Linked DNA regions of Mus musculus: region 2 is linked to region 1. Evidence: chromatin contacts called from public targeted proximity ligation data. All regions are on one chromosome and are shown on one strand. The core of a region is the stretch at or near the end of the contact, and the rest is flanking DNA. Distances in the headings are between cores, read along the strand shown.

Region 1 (4,063 bases), core at 1,273-3,772:
TCAATTCTGTGGTTCTTGTATGTTAACTTTGAGGATGATAATGTTACATCATAATATCAAAAGGTTGGACATATCCAAGAGTATAAGATACCCAACTTGACGAGTACCCTAAAGGTTGGTGGTCACCTTTGGAAATGAATGGACCATTACTACCTGAGTGATACCAATAGGGAATGAGCCAAAAGATGGAGAGAGAAGGAGAACTTCTTTTACTTACATCCTATAGTCTTGGCCACTTGAATGGTTAAAAACTCTTATTTAGACCTGGGTAAATTAAGTTTTTTATCATTTGCAACAACAAAAAATCATGGCTGATGTTCCTAATCCAAGAGAACTAAGGGGATAATTAGCAGAAGAGAAGCTAGTGGCTAAGAAAAAAATGAGCTTCACACATCCATTAATGATTACTTGATAATGTCACCTGTCATTTTTCTGTTACCATAGCAAGTGACTAAGATAAGCACCTATATGTACAACAGGTCTCCAGCCTAAATAGTTCCAGAGTCTAGTCCAAGGATGGTTGTCCCCATGGCTCTTGGTCTTCAGAAAGATACCTACTCAATGGCCAAGGAGCAAAACCACAAATGAACAAACTTAATTAATTAATTATTAATTAATTAATTAATTATTTCAACTGAGAAAAAGAAAGAGGCCAGAGTCTCACTTTTCTCTTGGAAGGCATACTAGCAGTTTTCTAAATTAAAGGCTTCTCACTATGACCTCCCTCTTCAGGTCATCCCCCTAGAGACCAATCCAACTGCATCACGGATCTTCACCGAGCCCTGAGGACTCAAACCATTCAGCACTGTCAGAGCTTCAGTAAGACATGCTAATGCTAAAGGGACCATTACATTCTTCTTTCTGAGGCCAGAGAGATGGTTCAGTGGCTGAGAAAGCACACAGCTTGCAGAGGAGCCAAGTTCAGTTCCCAGGTCCCATGTCTGGCAGCATATAATCTCTGGTAACTCCAGTTTCAGGGGGTTCTGATGCTCCTGACCTCTGAGGTTACCCCAGATCAGGATGCAGTTATACTCATTAAAAATGAGGAAGTACATCTTTTTAGCATTTCTCTAGGACTATGTTTTGGTTTGACTTTCTTTCCTGGATGTTGTTGATTGTCCTCAGCTACTCTTCAAGGATTGGTGGTCAGATAGATTTTTTTTTCTCCTAACGATTGCATGCTTTAGTCAACTATTTAGATGCAACGCACTTGCAAATGCTTTGAGCTCATAGAAAAGCTGCATGTTAATTACCCAAGTCACTTCTTCCTTGCAGCTGTCTCTCGAATGAGGCATCAGCTGATTAAGAGCCTACTTGTCAGAAAGAACTGTGCCAGGATCGAAACTATTCTGTTGAATCTGAGAAAAAGTAAAAGCAACAAGGACACTGCTGATAAGGTCGAACATTCTAGCATTGGTTCAGTGGAATTTGGCGAGCTGAGAGTCTGATGATATAATCAAACTAAAAGACTTCTTCAGCCTGAAGGTTTTGGGGTGTTTGTTTGTTTCTGTTTTGGATGCTTATTCAAATGGCTCCCCTCTGGCCATTGTCCCTTTGTTTATTTGATACAGAAGCAGAGCTACCAGGACCACTGAAGCCATTAAGTGCTCCAAAGGATGTCCTTGTCAGGGCAAACAACCCCGACTCCCACGCCCACACCTCAACCTTCCTCAGTAAGTTGCTGTCTTAGTTATTGTTCTAGTGCTGTAAGGAGACACCATGACCAAGACAACTCCTATAAAAGAAAGCATTTAACTGAGGCTTGTTTACATTTCAGAGGATCAGTCCATGATCATCCTGGCAGGAAAACAGTCAAACAGGGCTTTGAAGCAATAGCTGAGAGCTTCATGTCCTGATCCCTATGCAGCAGGCAGAGGGAGTGGAGAGGCTGGGGCTTTTGAGACCTCAAGGTCTACTCTCAGTGACACACCTCCTCCAACAGGCCACACGTCCAAATCCTTCCTAAACAGTCCATCAGCTGGGGACTAAGCATGTAAACACAGGAGCCTAAGGGGGCTACTTTCATTCAAACCAGCAGATAAGCTGGGGCTCCTGTTCTGAATCCTGCCACCTGGTCCAGGGTTATTTCTGATTTCTAATCCCAAGCTTGGCCTCAAGGCTATCTTTCATGCCATCCTGACATCAGTCAGCTTAGACTTGCCTCTTTTGTAAATGTTTATCAGAGTCTACAGCATTAGAAACAGCAGGGCCCATTCTCTTTGGAGATAGAATACCAGGGAAACTGGTCTATGGTAACCTGACGCGGCTATGCTGGACACAGCTGAAAAGTTCTCCGAGGCGTCCCATGAGCTCTGCGATCAGAGGCTAAGCTCTTTGGGACAGATAAGATTTTTTCTATTAAAAACATTTTCTTAACAAGTATGCTATTGTGTAACTCTCTCTTTGATAGTCATTTCTCACAATACTTTTAAATAAAAGGTTGGTTTCTCAGCTCCTCTCACTACAATTTTGGTATGACTATACAATTTTGGTATGACTAACATTTTCCCTCCCTTTTTTTTTTTGAATTATGAGAACTTTCCAGACATAACAATAAGCACTTGCAAATTCTTTACCTAAGTTTTCTGTGTGTCAATGTGTTCCTCTGTATTTGTTTTATCTTCTTTCTCTCTCTTTTCCAAAACTCTATTTCCTAAGCCTTGACACGCTGTCAACAGCATGACTCATCTCCCCTAAACAGTTCAACCAGAATAAGGACAATCTCTTGTAAGAACAAACAGCCAGAATGATTACACCTGAAAAATATTAAATTCCTCAACTCAGTTTAACGGAAATTCCATATTAAAAATTATCTAGTATCTTTTGTAGCTGTTTCTATTTAAATCCAGGCTATAATAAGGTTTTTTTCTTTTCTTTTTAAATTCACACCACTTGTATAATATCCATTTTTCCATATGTTTTAGGTAAGCAAGAAAGAATCTGTTTTCCTTCATATTTGAGGTTCTACATCACAATGTTTTCCCCAAATCTCTGCCAAAGAATCCTTTGAATTGTATCTTGCTTTTTTTTGCAAGTATGTGTGTAGGCACTGAAGGTCATCTGGGCTGTTCTTACTTCACCGTACTAGTAGGGACCATACTAATAAATCCAGACTAAAATAAAATACAGGAATAGATAAATGCAAATAAAAGACAAAATCAGTTGACTTTATTTTCAAATGGCAAATGGCCTTGATTTATGAAGCATCTGTTCACAAGGCTCAACAGGCAGGCCATGCCTGCCAGAACACCAGACCTCTCCTCCCGCCTTCTTCCCCACCTCCTCATATGTCCCAGCCCCCAAGTAGGGCAGGAGTTCCCTACTCAATCACAGGCCATGCCTGCCGCAAGACCAGGTAGGCTGCTTGTAGATCTTCTCCACTCTGTCCCCCAGACCCAACTCTCAGGGTAGCCTGAGGGCTGTGATAGATCATTTTCTCCTGTCCTCCCCTTTCTCAAGCCTTTAACTGGGGAAAGTGAGGTAAGAGGAGGGCTCAAGGGCGTGCACATGGAGTTCCCTGGGAAGGGGGAAATAGAATTCATCTTGCAGGTAGATTGGGGGTGGATGGGACAGAAGCAGGAACAGGTTGGGGAGGGGGGCACTGAGGGAAAGCGTGTGAGAAGAGACAGCTGGAAGTGGGGAACTCTGCAGGTGGTTGTGAGGAAACCAGGTGCAGTGGAAAGTTCTTGCAGTTGTGAGAGCAGGTCTAGTGAGGGTTCCTAATGGAGGATATGGAGCCCTGTTTTCTAGACAGACGAGGCTTCCACTGGTGGGACTGGGTTACAGTCAGTTGAATTGATGGCCAAGAGGGTGCTAAACAACCCAGGCTGATGCTAGGACAGAATGTTGCTCTCTGAAAACTGACAGTGAAGTCCCATTGCCAAGGACAGTATAGACCCAGCGCACCCCTATGTGTTAGTCTCTTTGGTGCAGGAAGATACTTTGCAGTTTACAGAAGGAGAACTGTGGACACCAACCATTTCCAAACTGCTCACCTTATAATCTGTCCTGACTGAAAGATGTTCTGGGCAATGGTGGCACAGAATGTGTGGGAGTGGCCAAC
Region 2 (3,843 bases), core at 885-3,384, 140 kb before region 1:
AAAATGGAGGGAGAATCTGCATGAGGGGGTATGGGGAGAAAGGGGAGACTAATATTGGGATGTGAAACAAATACATTAAAAAAGGAAGGGAGGAAAGGAAAGAAGAAAAGAAAAAGAGAAAGAAAGAAGAGACAAGAAGAGGAGAGGAGAGGAGAGGAGAGGAGAGGAGAGGAGAGGAGAGGAAGAGGAAGAGGAAGAGGAAGAGGAAGAGGAAGAGGAAGAGGAAGAGGAAGGGAGGGGAGGGGAGGGGAGGGGAGGGGAGGGGAGGGGAGGGGAGGGGAGGGGAGGAGAGGAGAGGAGAAGAGAAGAGAAGAGAAGAGAAGAGAAGAGAAGAGAAGAGAAGAGAAGAGAAGAGAAAAGAAAAGAAAAGAAAAGAAAAGAAAAGAAAAGAAAAGAAAAGAAAAGAAAAGAAAAGAAAAAGAAATCTTCCTATTCCCCTCCCACCTCCAGCCTGGCAGAAGCTGTTGTAGGAAGTCTTCCTTTCCTGGATGTCTTCCTTTTCTGGAAGTCACAGGGGAGCTTTCTAAGCAGTGGAAGTGCAGGCTACATGAATGATAATGCTTATTGGTTTCATCTCTAGTTCCAGATTGTTTCAGAGAACTCAGAACCAAGACAGAGAGGAGGAAGAACCAGGCATGGCCTACTCTCTTACAGTCATCCATAGCAAACTCACTTGGGCATGAATTCTACTCCTGCTGGGTAGACAACACTGGGCCAGTAATTTCAAACCAAGCTCCCCAGCTCCCAGTAGTGTAGCTATGGTAAAGGAATTGAACCTCATTGAGACTTTCTTGACCTACAGACTAAAAGCACCGCCTCCTAAGCTGTGAGCTGACCTGGGTGGGGTTCATGTCCCTACCTTATGCCTTCCTGACACCATGGACTCATTCATCTCTGATAATTACTACACAGCTGTGAAATGTTCTACTGATGTATTTCCTTCCCCATGAACTGAGAGATTCTTAAAAACCACCACATATTACATATGCATAGTCATTTATCATTTCTGTGTTGGAAATTTTCAAACTCTTCTGCTCTATATAAATATATAGCATGTGTTTGTCATAGCCATACGGCTGTACTGCAGGACACTAAATCTCATTCCTATCATGCAATTGCAATGTAGCACACGTTACCAAACCTCCCCTATCCCCAACCTGTGCTGCCTCCAGTGACTGAGGTTCTACAATCCACTTCTGTAAAATTAACTCTTAATATATGGTTTTCTGTGCCTGGCTTATTTCACTTAACACAATACCTTTGTGAACTGTCAACTTTTTGAGGATAAGGGCAATGCACCTGTTACATAAAAATGTTCTAGGAACTTTTCAGGGAAAAGCTTATTGAGAACAAACAGATTTATGATATAACACATTATATTCAGGCATTTTATGACATATAAAACCCAGAGACAAGTACCATATAACTATTTGTCCACACAAATTAGTACAAATGGTGTTGGCAGCCAGTGTCACCAGCTTAGAGCAATGCTTCCTTCCATTGCTGTACCTGTAACTGTGTCTTTGATGGTAACAGAGTCCCTCAAGACAATGAAGTCAGCCATCTGGAGTCAAAGTCAAACATACTATTTACATTTCACTGCAAACGATTTGACCTCTTTGTTTCTGGCTTCTCTTCAGTAAAGTAGATGGGAACAAGCTGTGCCTGGGCAACCCTCGATTTCCTAGGTTAACAACACACCTTGAACAAGCCTAGGCCCACAGCAGATACTCAGACCGTACAATGCAGTTATTGAGGGGGAAATAGATGTAGAAATCACCCTCTAGGTTTACAGTAGACACTGTGTGACTGAATAAGACTCAGTGTAATGGAGAACACCTTTAAAATAACAAGTTTGATTAATATTCCATGGCTGGAGGCAGGCCAATGTATTAGTCAGTTTACGGTTGCCTCTCAACACCCAGGTCTCCGCTGCGAGTGCCACGGAAATAGCTTTTCCCACACTGTGATGATCAATCTTAGAACCATAGATGGGTTATTATGGCTTAAATGTGGAAAGTCCCCATCACGAGCCTTCATGATGCATTGAACATTTGGTCCCTCACTAGTGGTGCTGTTTGAGAGAGACTGTAGACCTTGGGAGGTAGAACTTAGCTGCCAGACACAGGTCATAGAGTGACAGTCTGTGTGTCCTGAGTCACCACGATGTGAAGAAGTCATGCTGCGAGCCCATACTGCCAGAACCTGAGCTCTACCCTGCCGTGCTGAGCCACACGTTCTGAGCTGGGGGTCGTGTAAACCCCTTTCCTGTGAGATGCCGCTGCCGGGCATTTAGTCACAATAATGATAGAAGGAAACAATGCATGGGCTTCTCTGCCCTTCCAGACTCAGTGGAAAACAGGATGAAAGCTGTGGGCTCCAGGGAGTAGGTCACTGCCTTTGAGTTTCCTCATGTCTCCACTCTAAAAGGTCCCAGAGCACAGCAAAATCCACAGACTTTTGGAGAATGCTAGCAGCCACAGGGGATAGGAAGAGCTCCAATTCTGGCACAATGTAAGAGCAAGCATGCTACTACAGATCAGGGAAATGATAGGGAAAGGGCACATGACCAGGGATCCACCAAACATGCTGAAACCTAAAATATGGGACAGATTGAGTTAGCTGCTAGCTCTGATACTTGTTAACACACTATTTAAAGCACTAGCTTTCTAAATAGTGTTTGTATTATTTTTTTTATTTTTTTTTATTTTTTGGTTTTTCGAGACAGGGTTTCTCTGTGTAGCCTTGGCTGTCCTGGAACTCACTCTGTAGACCAGGCTGGCCTCGAACTCAGAAATCCACTTGCCTCTGCCTCCCAAGTGCTGGGATTAAAGGCGTGTGCCACCACGCCCGGCTTTGTATTATTTTTTATTTCAAAAGCACATTTCATTTTTCATGATTACAATGGTTCATTACAACATTCATAGATTATTAAACAAAAATCCCAGTCTCCACTGTAGGATACCTGACTTTATTTTGCTTGGGGTAGGAAAGGCCAAGAGAATCCTTAAAACAATACAGGCTCTTGCCATTGTCCTTGGTTGCTGGCCAGAACTTGATGGTAAGACCATATTGCTGAACATGCTATATTCTTTGGTCTCAGACATGGAAAAATCAAGCTGGTATTGATCAGGAAATTTCCTTCCTGATCACTACCTTCCATACTGCCAGAAGGTACCATGCTTATTACTGTCTAAGAAAAGCCATCAACAGCCTTAGCCAGCTGTGACTCTCCAGCTGTGAGCTACAGGAACAACTGGCCTGGTAACATATACACATTGTTGTTATAGTAGGATAAACGTTACAGAGATAACCAATGACTTTCTGATTAGATTTAAGGCTTCCTTCACAAGAGAAACTCACGTCTACCTGGTACTACAAACCTGGCTAGTAACCCAGTGACTTGGAAAATCAGAAACCCTAGAGGAGAATCTATTAAAATTATTTTGCTAAATGGACATAATATCAAACTGCCTTCTAAATACTTATCTTCATATCCAAAGATCAGTTCAACTCTCAGATCTTATTGGAGAAGCTTTGTTCATTGCGGTGGGCAACAATTAATACAGAGACTCACAGATGAATAAGTGACCGTGGAGTCCTCAAGCTCTGACTGACTGATCACCTATCAGACTCCTGCCCCATCCTCTCAAGACAAGGGGACACCACGGAAGAGTGGCAGGATGCTGGTAAGAGCCACTGGTTGGAGAGGACGGCTGCAATCAGTGTCTTCTGGATTTGGCAGGGCTATTGGACTCATGATCTTGGGACAGCTGTGGGTACCTGTACAAGACCTGCACAGGATCAAACCAGCCAACATCCCAGCCTGTATGGGAGAGAGAC

What was found.
Region 2: a targeted proximity ligation map of the NIH/3T3 cell line shows a contact between it and region 1, with 17 read pairs. A contact is called at or near these places in 5 of 484 Hi-C or Micro-C datasets (the C10 cell line, ECoMG myeloid progenitors, the G1E-ER4 cell line and 2 more), 5 of 130 datasets of targeted methods (the NIH/3T3 cell line, embryonic fibroblasts, embryonic stem cells and 1 more) and 1 of 9 other capture datasets (embryonic stem cells).

The regions. Positions count from the first base shown.
Region 1 is chr19:16,416,865-16,420,927 of GRCm38.p6, reverse strand. No RefSeq gene overlaps it. Among named protein-coding and RNA genes, the nearest start is that of Gna14, 17 kb to the left of the region's middle.
Region 2 is chr19:16,560,957-16,564,799 of GRCm38.p6, reverse strand. The region is part of intron 2 of Gna14 (guanine nucleotide binding protein, alpha 14); the gene reads right to left. Among named protein-coding and RNA genes, the nearest start is that of Gm41811, 21 kb to the left of the region's middle.